Regions from separate parts of the Mus musculus genome. Here regions 1 and 2 are each linked to region 3. The links are chromatin contacts, called in public Hi-C and Micro-C maps. All regions are on one chromosome and are shown on one strand. Each heading gives the region's core, a stretch centred on a gene start, on an enhancer-like site or on the middle of the called end of the contact. The rest is flanking DNA. Distances are from core to core; before and after follow the strand shown.

Evidence for each region. Hi-C and Micro-C count contacts between places; a contact is called where the count stands out from the background.
Region 1: a Micro-C map of muscle stem cells shows a contact between it and region 3, with 6 times the contacts expected there. The contact joins two enhancer-like sites. A contact is called at or near these places in 5 of 484 Hi-C or Micro-C datasets (embryonic stem cells, muscle stem cells, nephron progenitors and 1 more) and 2 of 115 datasets of contacts at active chromatin or transcription factors (double positive thymocytes and embryonic stem cells).
Region 2: a Hi-C map of the N1E-115 cell line shows a contact between it and region 3, with 2.9 times the contacts expected there. The contact joins two enhancer-like sites. A contact is called at or near these places in 1 of 484 Hi-C or Micro-C datasets (the N1E-115 cell line), 3 of 115 datasets of contacts at active chromatin or transcription factors (bone marrow-derived dendritic cells, embryonic basal ganglia and embryonic stem cells) and 1 of 9 other capture datasets (embryonic stem cells).

Annotation. Positions count from the first base shown.
Region 1 is chr9:61,617,306-61,620,031 of GRCm38.p6, reverse strand. No RefSeq gene overlaps it. Among named protein-coding and RNA genes, the nearest start is that of Gm39350, 23 kb to the right of the region's middle. Within about 2 kb of position 1,366, at least 79 of the 459 cell types and tissues checked have an H3K27ac peak or open chromatin away from gene starts, as enhancers often do. A contact at or near this core is called in muscle stem cells, where this site is marked.
Region 2 is chr9:61,572,418-61,575,117 of GRCm38.p6, reverse strand. No RefSeq gene overlaps it. Among named protein-coding and RNA genes, the nearest start is that of Gm39350, 22 kb to the left of the region's middle. Within about 2 kb of position 1,342, at least 65 of the 459 cell types and tissues checked have an H3K27ac peak or open chromatin away from gene starts, as enhancers often do. A contact at or near this core is called in the N1E-115 cell line and embryonic basal ganglia, where this site is marked.
Region 3 is chr9:61,433,816-61,436,515 of GRCm38.p6, reverse strand. No RefSeq gene overlaps it. Among named protein-coding and RNA genes, the nearest start is that of Gm34322, 7.5 kb to the left of the region's middle. Within about 2 kb of position 1,250, at least 131 of the 459 cell types and tissues checked have an H3K27ac peak or open chromatin away from gene starts, as enhancers often do. A contact at or near this core is called in the N1E-115 cell line, embryonic basal ganglia and muscle stem cells, where this site is marked.

The DNA of each region.
Region 1 (2,726 bases), core at 117-2,616, 180 kb before region 3:
CCCTTGCTTCTACTCTCTGCTGCCTCTGAGTTTAAACACCCCTCCCTGCTCCAGGCTGCTCAGCCCCAAACTGTCACTTCCACCTTCTCCTCCCCTCTTAACTTTCCCAAAGTGAATATCATTATTAATATTATTTGCCTAATTAACACATTGGCTGAATGACAGAAAACATGCAAACAGGTTTTGCCAGAGAAACTCTGTCTGATTAAAACTGCAGCCCGTCTAATTAGATGGAGATTTCTTCATTACCTTCCCCATTTTTAGATGAGCCAGCTCCCTCCCCTGCTCCTCCTGTCCCCACTTCCCTGTAAGGTGGCTCAGCTGATGAAAGTGTTTGCTGCACAAGGATGAGGACGGGAGTTCGAATCCCCAGCAGCCATGTAAGTGCTCAGTGTGCACAGCAGCACCCCTGCAATCCCAGCAGGAGGGAGGCAGAGGCAGCCTATCCCTGGAGCAAGCTAACTAGCTGCGTCCACCGCAGGCGTTTGCATCATGTGCACATACATGCTAACATGCATACCTACTCCCACATGCCCCTTGCCTGGAGCACACACACACACACAAAGAACAATGGTTAGGAGCCCTTACTGAAAACCTGTGCTGGTGAGAGCTTTCCCACATGGAAGTCTTCCAGAGGGAGTATTGTTGCCATTTTGCAGATGAGAACACTGAGGCTTCCAGGGAATGGGCCTGGAGTAGACTTTTCAGACCCAGCCCATTCCAGCTGCCACAGCAGTTTCCCCTCAGCCTTTCCTCATTCCTCTGCCATCCATCTTTCTACAGTTGTTAGGAAGCACAAAGTGAAGTTCCATGACCAAGCCCAGGGTGGGGCCAGGGCTGTCCAGAGATGTCCTAAGCTGAGGTCAGCCAGAGTTGTGTGAGTGGCATCTACAAGAGCCTCAAGAATGTGGGAGCCCAAATTGGGAGGGTGCCGGGGCACACTGTGGTGAATGAGGTCAGACACAGTTAGGGGTGGGGCTGCCAGGTAACCTGAGACAAGTAGGCTAGAGTGGGGTTACTGGAAGGAGATGCTCTGGTGCTCTTGCCTCTGAAGACGGTCCCATGATTGTGTGAGGTACTTTACATGTGTGTGTCTCTTCCCTAGAGCCAGATGTAAGATCTCCACGCTTTGCAGATGAGGAAACAGGCTCAGAGAGGTTGAGAAACAGGGGCAAGGTCACACAGCTTAGAACAGCCTGCTAGTTTCCTGTGGGAACAGGAATGGCTTGTTTCTGGTGACTCTCAAAGCGCTCAGGGCCCAGTGGGCGGTAGCTGAGAAGCTGGGGGCCTGCCTGTCTCTGCAGTGGTTTGAGGCCTGTGGGCCAATTTTACCAGGAAGCCTAAACCCCCTAGGGAGCATGATCAGAGGCCGGCAGACAAGCCTCATTAGCCGGATCCAGAGCGCGGTGCGTCACCATGGCAGCCAGCCTGGTGCAGGCCAGGTGGTTTTTATTACCAAACTTGGAAAACTTTATGGTGGCGCCAACAATGGATCTTTATTCTGCTGTTAATAGCGTGTCTCTTATTAGCATGCATCTCTCTCCCTCCTTAATAACCTTTACATTTCCAAACTGCATTTATAATTAAGTCATTAATCCCTTACTGGAATTTCTTGGGGTTTTTTTGTGGTTTTTTTTTTTTTGTTGTTGTTGTTGTTGTTTTTTCCCATGAGCAGCAAACCAGAAGTCCCCTCTGCCTGTTGAGAAAGGAGGCCGAGCGCTCCGGAAGTGCTCTGAGAATGTCATCCCAAGTTACGGGATCCTAGCCATGGGCTGATAAGCTCAGGTTTGAGGAGGACCCGTTACTGAGGGGCTCAGAGTCAGGGCAGGGGTCTTCTCTTACCCTCAGTGGCTTCCCTACCAAGAGGTAATCTGGAACCTGAGAGCTGTTGACTCAGGAGAACAGTTATTGCCAGGGTAGTGAGGGTGGGGGGTCTCAAAGGGTCAGCAATGCGCTCGCTCAGTGAGTTGTAGCTGGGTGGGTTTACAGGTGCTGAGGTCCCGGCTGTCTCAGAGACACAAGAAGTACATTTATCAACCCCTGGGTCTCTAGAGTGGATTGAACTATGTCCTATCGGATTCATATGTCAGCGACTCCTTAGACCTCAGGACTTCTATCTGGGCTCAGCTTTTATAGCGGTGAAGTAAAAAGAGGGCGTTGAGGTAAACCTTAATCCAGTAAGACTGTGTCCTTAGAAGAGGAGGAATTTAGGACACAGTATTTACAGTGGGGGTTGAGGGGACAGTGGGAAGGCACAGGAAGGAGATAGCCATCTCTAAGCCCAGGAAAGAAGGCCTCAGAAGACATCAGCCTGCCCTCTCTTGACCGTGGATGGCGGCCTCCAGACCTGGAGGAAACTGATTTCCTCTGTCACTGACAGCCTGTGGTCCTCCATTTTAGCAGGCCTGGTGAGCTCAAATAGCCTTCTTTCTTTCCCAGTACATTCTGGGTCCTCCATGGATCTGTTCCTGGGATCTTTGAGCATCCAGAGGAGGAAAGCTTGACTTCCCAGCTCTGCCCCAGCCCTAGCTTAGGGAAACATCTCCACAGACACTAGGGTAGGGGTAGGGGGTTGCTCTATCTGGTCCCCACCAGCTCCTGACTGCCAGAGTTGGTCTACGGAGGTGGAGCTCAGCTAAGTTATCTATATGGAAGGCAGGCCTCCCTCTAGGTCAGCCGTTCTCAACCTGTGGGTCTCAACCCCTTTGACAAACCTCTAGCTCCAA
Region 2 (2,700 bases), core at 93-2,592, 140 kb before region 3:
TCATCAAAGTGGCCTGTGTGTATGCATTGTCTTGGCTGTTAGGTATTTATATGCATGGGTGTGGTGTGGTGTGGTGTGTGTGTGTGTGTGTGTGTGTGTGTGTGTGTGTGTGTGTGTGTGTATTTCAACACTGTGGGCGGTGCCATTCCCTAGGCAGGTGGTCCTGGGCTGTCTAAGAAGGCTAGCTATGAATGAGAAGGCAACACTTCTCCATGGTTTCTGCTATACTCCTTCAGCTCTAAGTTCTCAAGTCCTGCCCTCAGGTTCCTACCTTGAGTTTCCTCCATGATGGAATGCAACCTGTAAGCTGAAAGAAACCTTCCCCTCCTCTGAGTTTCTTTTGATCCAAGTCATAGTAACAAAAAGGGAACTACAGCAGGAGAAATGGTTAGGGGAAGCTTCACGAAGATGTCTGACCCAGGCGGTACTGACTGGAACCGACTCTTTTCCTATCCTGTTCTACTGACAACCTGCTCTTCCCAGGCTCAGAATAGAGACTTACCAAAGGTTCTTCCATGTGTTTGCCTTGCAGAGAGCTTAAGGTAAATGAGGCATCTCTGGTGGATGAACGAAGACCTGCCTCCCCCCCCCCCCCCCACTCTCCCATGTCAGCAGCATGATGACCAAAATCTCTTGCTAGGAGTCAGAATTCTGAATCTGCCATACCTTGCCATACCTGGAAGAGATCTGTGGAAGTCTCTGGGCCCGGGAGACACCCGTCTTAGTAAGAAATGAAAACCAGCCTTCCTAGCCTGTGAGAGGAAACTCTGATAGTGTTATGGGACACGGGTAGGTCACATCCCAAGTCCTTAATGGAAGGCTGAGATTCAAGACTCCTCCTTCAGACTTGGCCTTGGCATCTCCACGCCTGCCTCTTACCGTGCAATCCTTCGCAGCCCTCCCTCCCGCCTCCTTCATTTCCTGGCTCCTACCACATTCTTCAACACCCCTTTAAAAATTAAGGGTGCAGCAGGGGCGGGGGCAGCCTTGGAAACAGATAAGAGGTAATTGCCTGCCTTTGACTCCTCTTGATGCGAAAATAGGACGGGAATGACTCAGTCTGGTTGAAAGGTTAGTTGAAGGTTATTACAGGAAAATTGTTATTCATACATTTTTCCCCCTGTGCGGTGGATAGCCTAAAAGATTAAATTCACAGAGTGCGTAATGACCCATCAGGGCGGACAATGGTAGGGGCGTCCCGGGGGAGGGGAGATAACGTAGCACAGAGACTTCTCTGAATAATTCATGCTCCAGTGCCCGGCACCAGCAGATTACAGGAGGGTTTTCATTAGAGAGGAGACGAGAGAACAGAATGTGCTTTCAGAGCAGCGCCTGTTTCTCTGCACCGTGGGCAGCTCTGGCCCGGTTTGCTGTGGCTTCAATCAACGCCTATTCCTCATCTTGGCAGCCCTGGGAGGGTGGCAAATGGGATAAGAGGGCATCATTGTTCCTTATAAGGCAGGGGAGTGATGGCCCGTGCTCCTCCTGAGCCCTGATGCTCAAAAGGGTCTAGATGAAGAAGCTGAGGACAGGTTTACCCACGGGGCGTTGGATGCATAGGAAAAAATGCACACAACCGTGAGGACAAGAGTATGGGAAAGGGATGCCAGGGTGTTCCGCGGATGTCCTCTCCTGTCCCCAGTGCCTTTCTTGCCCTCTCCCGAGGCTACCAGGTGATCCCACCTGTCATTTCCACCCCCAGTTGTCAGTACGAGAAGCTCTGGCTGGCAGATGCTCAAAAGCCTCTTGATATAAACAGGGCTCCAAAGGCAGAGGCCCCAGCCCCCAACTCCTGCACCATCTCTGCTGGTAGAAAGATGGAGATCCAGGCCTAGGCCACCCAAGAATTCAAACTCTGATTCCATGACCTTGGCCTTTGGTATCTCTGTCTCTTTTCCCTGTGGAATAGACAGGGTAGTTCTCACAAACTGCACAGAGGACTAAGTTCATGGAGAAAGTATGGGGACAGGACTGAGCTTGGCTCCATGCCTGTTCCCAGACAGTCACCAGGTGAGACAATTTGCCCTCTCCTGGGTCTGTCTCCACAGAACTCGCAATGCCAGGCTAAGGCAGTCACAGCTAGGAGTTGTATGTCTTCTTCCTCTGGAGTGCAGAGTGGTCAAACAGAGGTCAGTGGAGTTGAGGGAAACCTCTGAAGATGGTTGCTTGGGACTTGGGGAAGGCACAGGCCACTTAAATCAAAGTGAACCGGGGTCCTTTATACGCCCTAGGCTGGGAACTCTTGGCCAGTGCTCATGTCAGGCAATGATTCAACAGGACAAGACCTGAACTGCTGTTTCTCAGGCAAGGCTGTGTAGACCTGGGGATATGGGACTAACCCAAGCTCACACAGTTGACAAGCCATTGAGGGTCACTTCCAAGCCTCCTGACTCTCTACCTCCAAGATTTTCATTTCTGCTGGGTCCCACAGCCTCAACTCTGCCAAAAAGTTATGAGATTCTGGCCTTGTTTCTCTTAAGGGATGGACTAGATGGTCCCTTCTGATTATGTAGGAGTTTGGTATTTGCCATCTGCTTATTGTCCCAGGTGGCAGTTGTCTCTAGGTATGTCTGTATATCACATGTCATTATCCCATATGATACTCAAGGTAAAACAGTTGTACCCCTAGACCCCTGTTAAATCCAAAGTCAAGAAATTCATTTAACCCCTTGAGACCTGAGGATCTGCACCTAGGCTGGC
Region 3 (2,700 bases), core at 1-2,500:
GCACTCACAGAGTGAATTCAAGGCCTGCATGGATTGCAGGAGACCGTCTCAAAAACAAAACTAAACAAAAACAGAAAAAACAGAGAAAGTGGGGTGGGCCAGGGAGAGAAGGGTAAACCCTGCTACAGGGAAGAGTGGAAAACGCATCAGGTGACCTCTGACTTCTGAGCTCATCACTGTAGAGCAGAGCTCCCAGGCTCTGGGCAAATATGGAAAGGAGCCATGTGGAGCTTGCATGTGATCCTGTCTGCTGGCCTCCAGCCCACTGCTTCTCATATTAGGGTGACCAGGATCTGCCCCACAGGACCATGGCCTGGCACAGAGATTCATATCCTTTCTTTCCTCCATTGTCCCCTGGGGGTAATCCCTACCAGTCTCTGGTGACTGCTCTGTCCCTTGTCATCACTGAGTCTCTGGATGTAATGAAGTGGCATCAGCTATTGGTATAGTGTCAGAGCTGAAAGGACACCTTAAAAAGATCCTCTCACCCTCCCCGACAGATGGAACAGCAAATTATGTAGGGCCCTCCCTGTCTTAGTTTCTTTTCCTGTGACTTTGATTAAAAAATAGAAACTCTGAAAAAAGCAATGTAAAGGAAAAGGGCTTTATTTCAGCTTACAGTTTCAGGTTATAGTTCACGATGACAAAAGAGACATGAAGAAGCCGGAGTGGCAGCTGGTCACACTGTATCTACAGTCAGGAAGCAGAGAGCAATGGATGCTAGTCACACTGTACCTGCAGTCAGGAAGCAATGGAGGCTGGGGCTCAGCTCACTTTCTCCTTTTTATAGAGTCCGGGATCCTAGCTCATGGGAATGGTACCACCCACAGTGGGCAGGGTTTTCCATCTCAATTAGCCTAATCAACAGAATTCCCCTTAGTCATGCCCAGAGGCCCATCCCAGGTGATTCTAGATTCTGTCAAGTTGTCAACTGAGATTAACCATCACAGCTGCGCTCCAACTCAGCCAGCGGCAGCAGAACTCGGGGATGCTCATTACCCCTGGTTTCCTGGAAGAGATAAACCTTAAGCTCTTGCTTCTCTGTGTAGAGGGGGTCTGGAGAAAGTGCGGAGGGAGAAATGCCTAATGTTTCAGAGCAGAGTCATTTGTCATTTGCATGCTGAGTGCCCTACCCTAAGCAGGCTCAGCAAGAGGTTGCAGCTGGGCAGCCAGCCTTCCAGCTGTGTGAAGTAGGAGGGGGCGGGACACACAGCCTCTGAGCCTAGGCTGACAGCTCTGGAGAGTGCCCCTCCCACAGCAGAGTTGGTGCAATAGGTCTTGTGATGAGGACTCACTCAGACTTCACTACAGCAGTATGGGGGAGAGCAGCAACTGTAACTCCTCTCATGTTTTTTAAAGTCTGAAAAGCTGGGCAGTCTGAGCATGTCTTTAGTCCCAGTACTTGAGAGGCAAAGGCAGGCAGATTCCCCTGGTCTACAGAGCGAGTTCCAGGATAGCCAGGGCTGCACGGAGAAACCCTGTCTCAAAAACAAAACAAAGCAAAGCAAAGCAAAGCAAAGCAAAGCAAAGCAAAGCAAAGCAAAGCAAAGCAAAGCAAAGCAAAGCAAAGCAAAGCAAAGCAAAGCAGAACAGACATCTAAAGGCTGACTCTGTAGCTCAGAGAGTATGTGCCTAGCATCCCCCTGCACCCCCAGCATGGCATAAATCCAAGGTAATGGTACATGCCTATGATCTTGGCACTTGGAAGGTAGAGGAACAGAGATGTTAGAGTCATCCTTGGCTACATAGTGAGTTCAAGAATAGCCTGGGCTAGAGATTCTATTTTTTTTTAAATGAATTTTTTTTTTTTTTAAAGCCATGAACTCTGAAAGAATACCAAAATGAAGAGGACAGCAGTTTGACTATAACCCTGTGTCTGGGACACAGTGGCCTCTATCATTGTCACTCTTTTTCTTCTTGTTTATCTATATCTCCCCAATTCTCCACAGTCTGAATTCATTGTCATTTCAAATTGATAATACAGTAAAGCACAAGGTATGCACACACTGTGGGGATAGCCACCTCCATACTGGGGAAGAAAACTGAAGGCGGGCAAAGCCCGGGACTCAAGTCTGAGGCCCGGAGGGAGGCAATGCCCCCTCTGTGAGTAGTGCAGATCCCTGCCTGGACCGCCCAGCTCACTGGCTTGTTCCGGCTGTGCCTGGCTCAGACAATGTGAATGCACAATCATTCATTATAACTCAATTACAGTGATTAAAGCTGGTGGCATGCAGAGGCAGGAGGGAGTGTTGCCAACAAAATTTACACTCCGTGTCATCAGCAAGAGATAACAGCAGCTGACAGCCCGCTGCCTCCCCTGCCATCTGCTCAGCCTGGCCGCCTGAGGGGCAAGAGCAGCCGCTGTGCTCACGGTGGCCTAGAGTGCTGAGATGAGCCGCCTTGGGGCTGGGCTAGGACTTGAGCGGGGTGCCCATGGGTGTAAGGCAAATGGGGGCCTGGGCCCCTCCACACAGCTGATCTGACATCCAGCATGCAGAATGGGGTTGTGGTAGAGCAGAACTAAGGCTGTTCTGGGGTTTTTGTCTATGGTGGCACAGGTTGGCTTTCTGAGATCTGGTTTCCCCTCCATGTTCTAGGAGGGAAACTGAGGCACAGATACACAAAGGACAAATCAATTAAGACAGTCATCTGGGACAGAGTCGTAGCTCAGACCCTCCCCATCACCCCCTCTTGTTTACA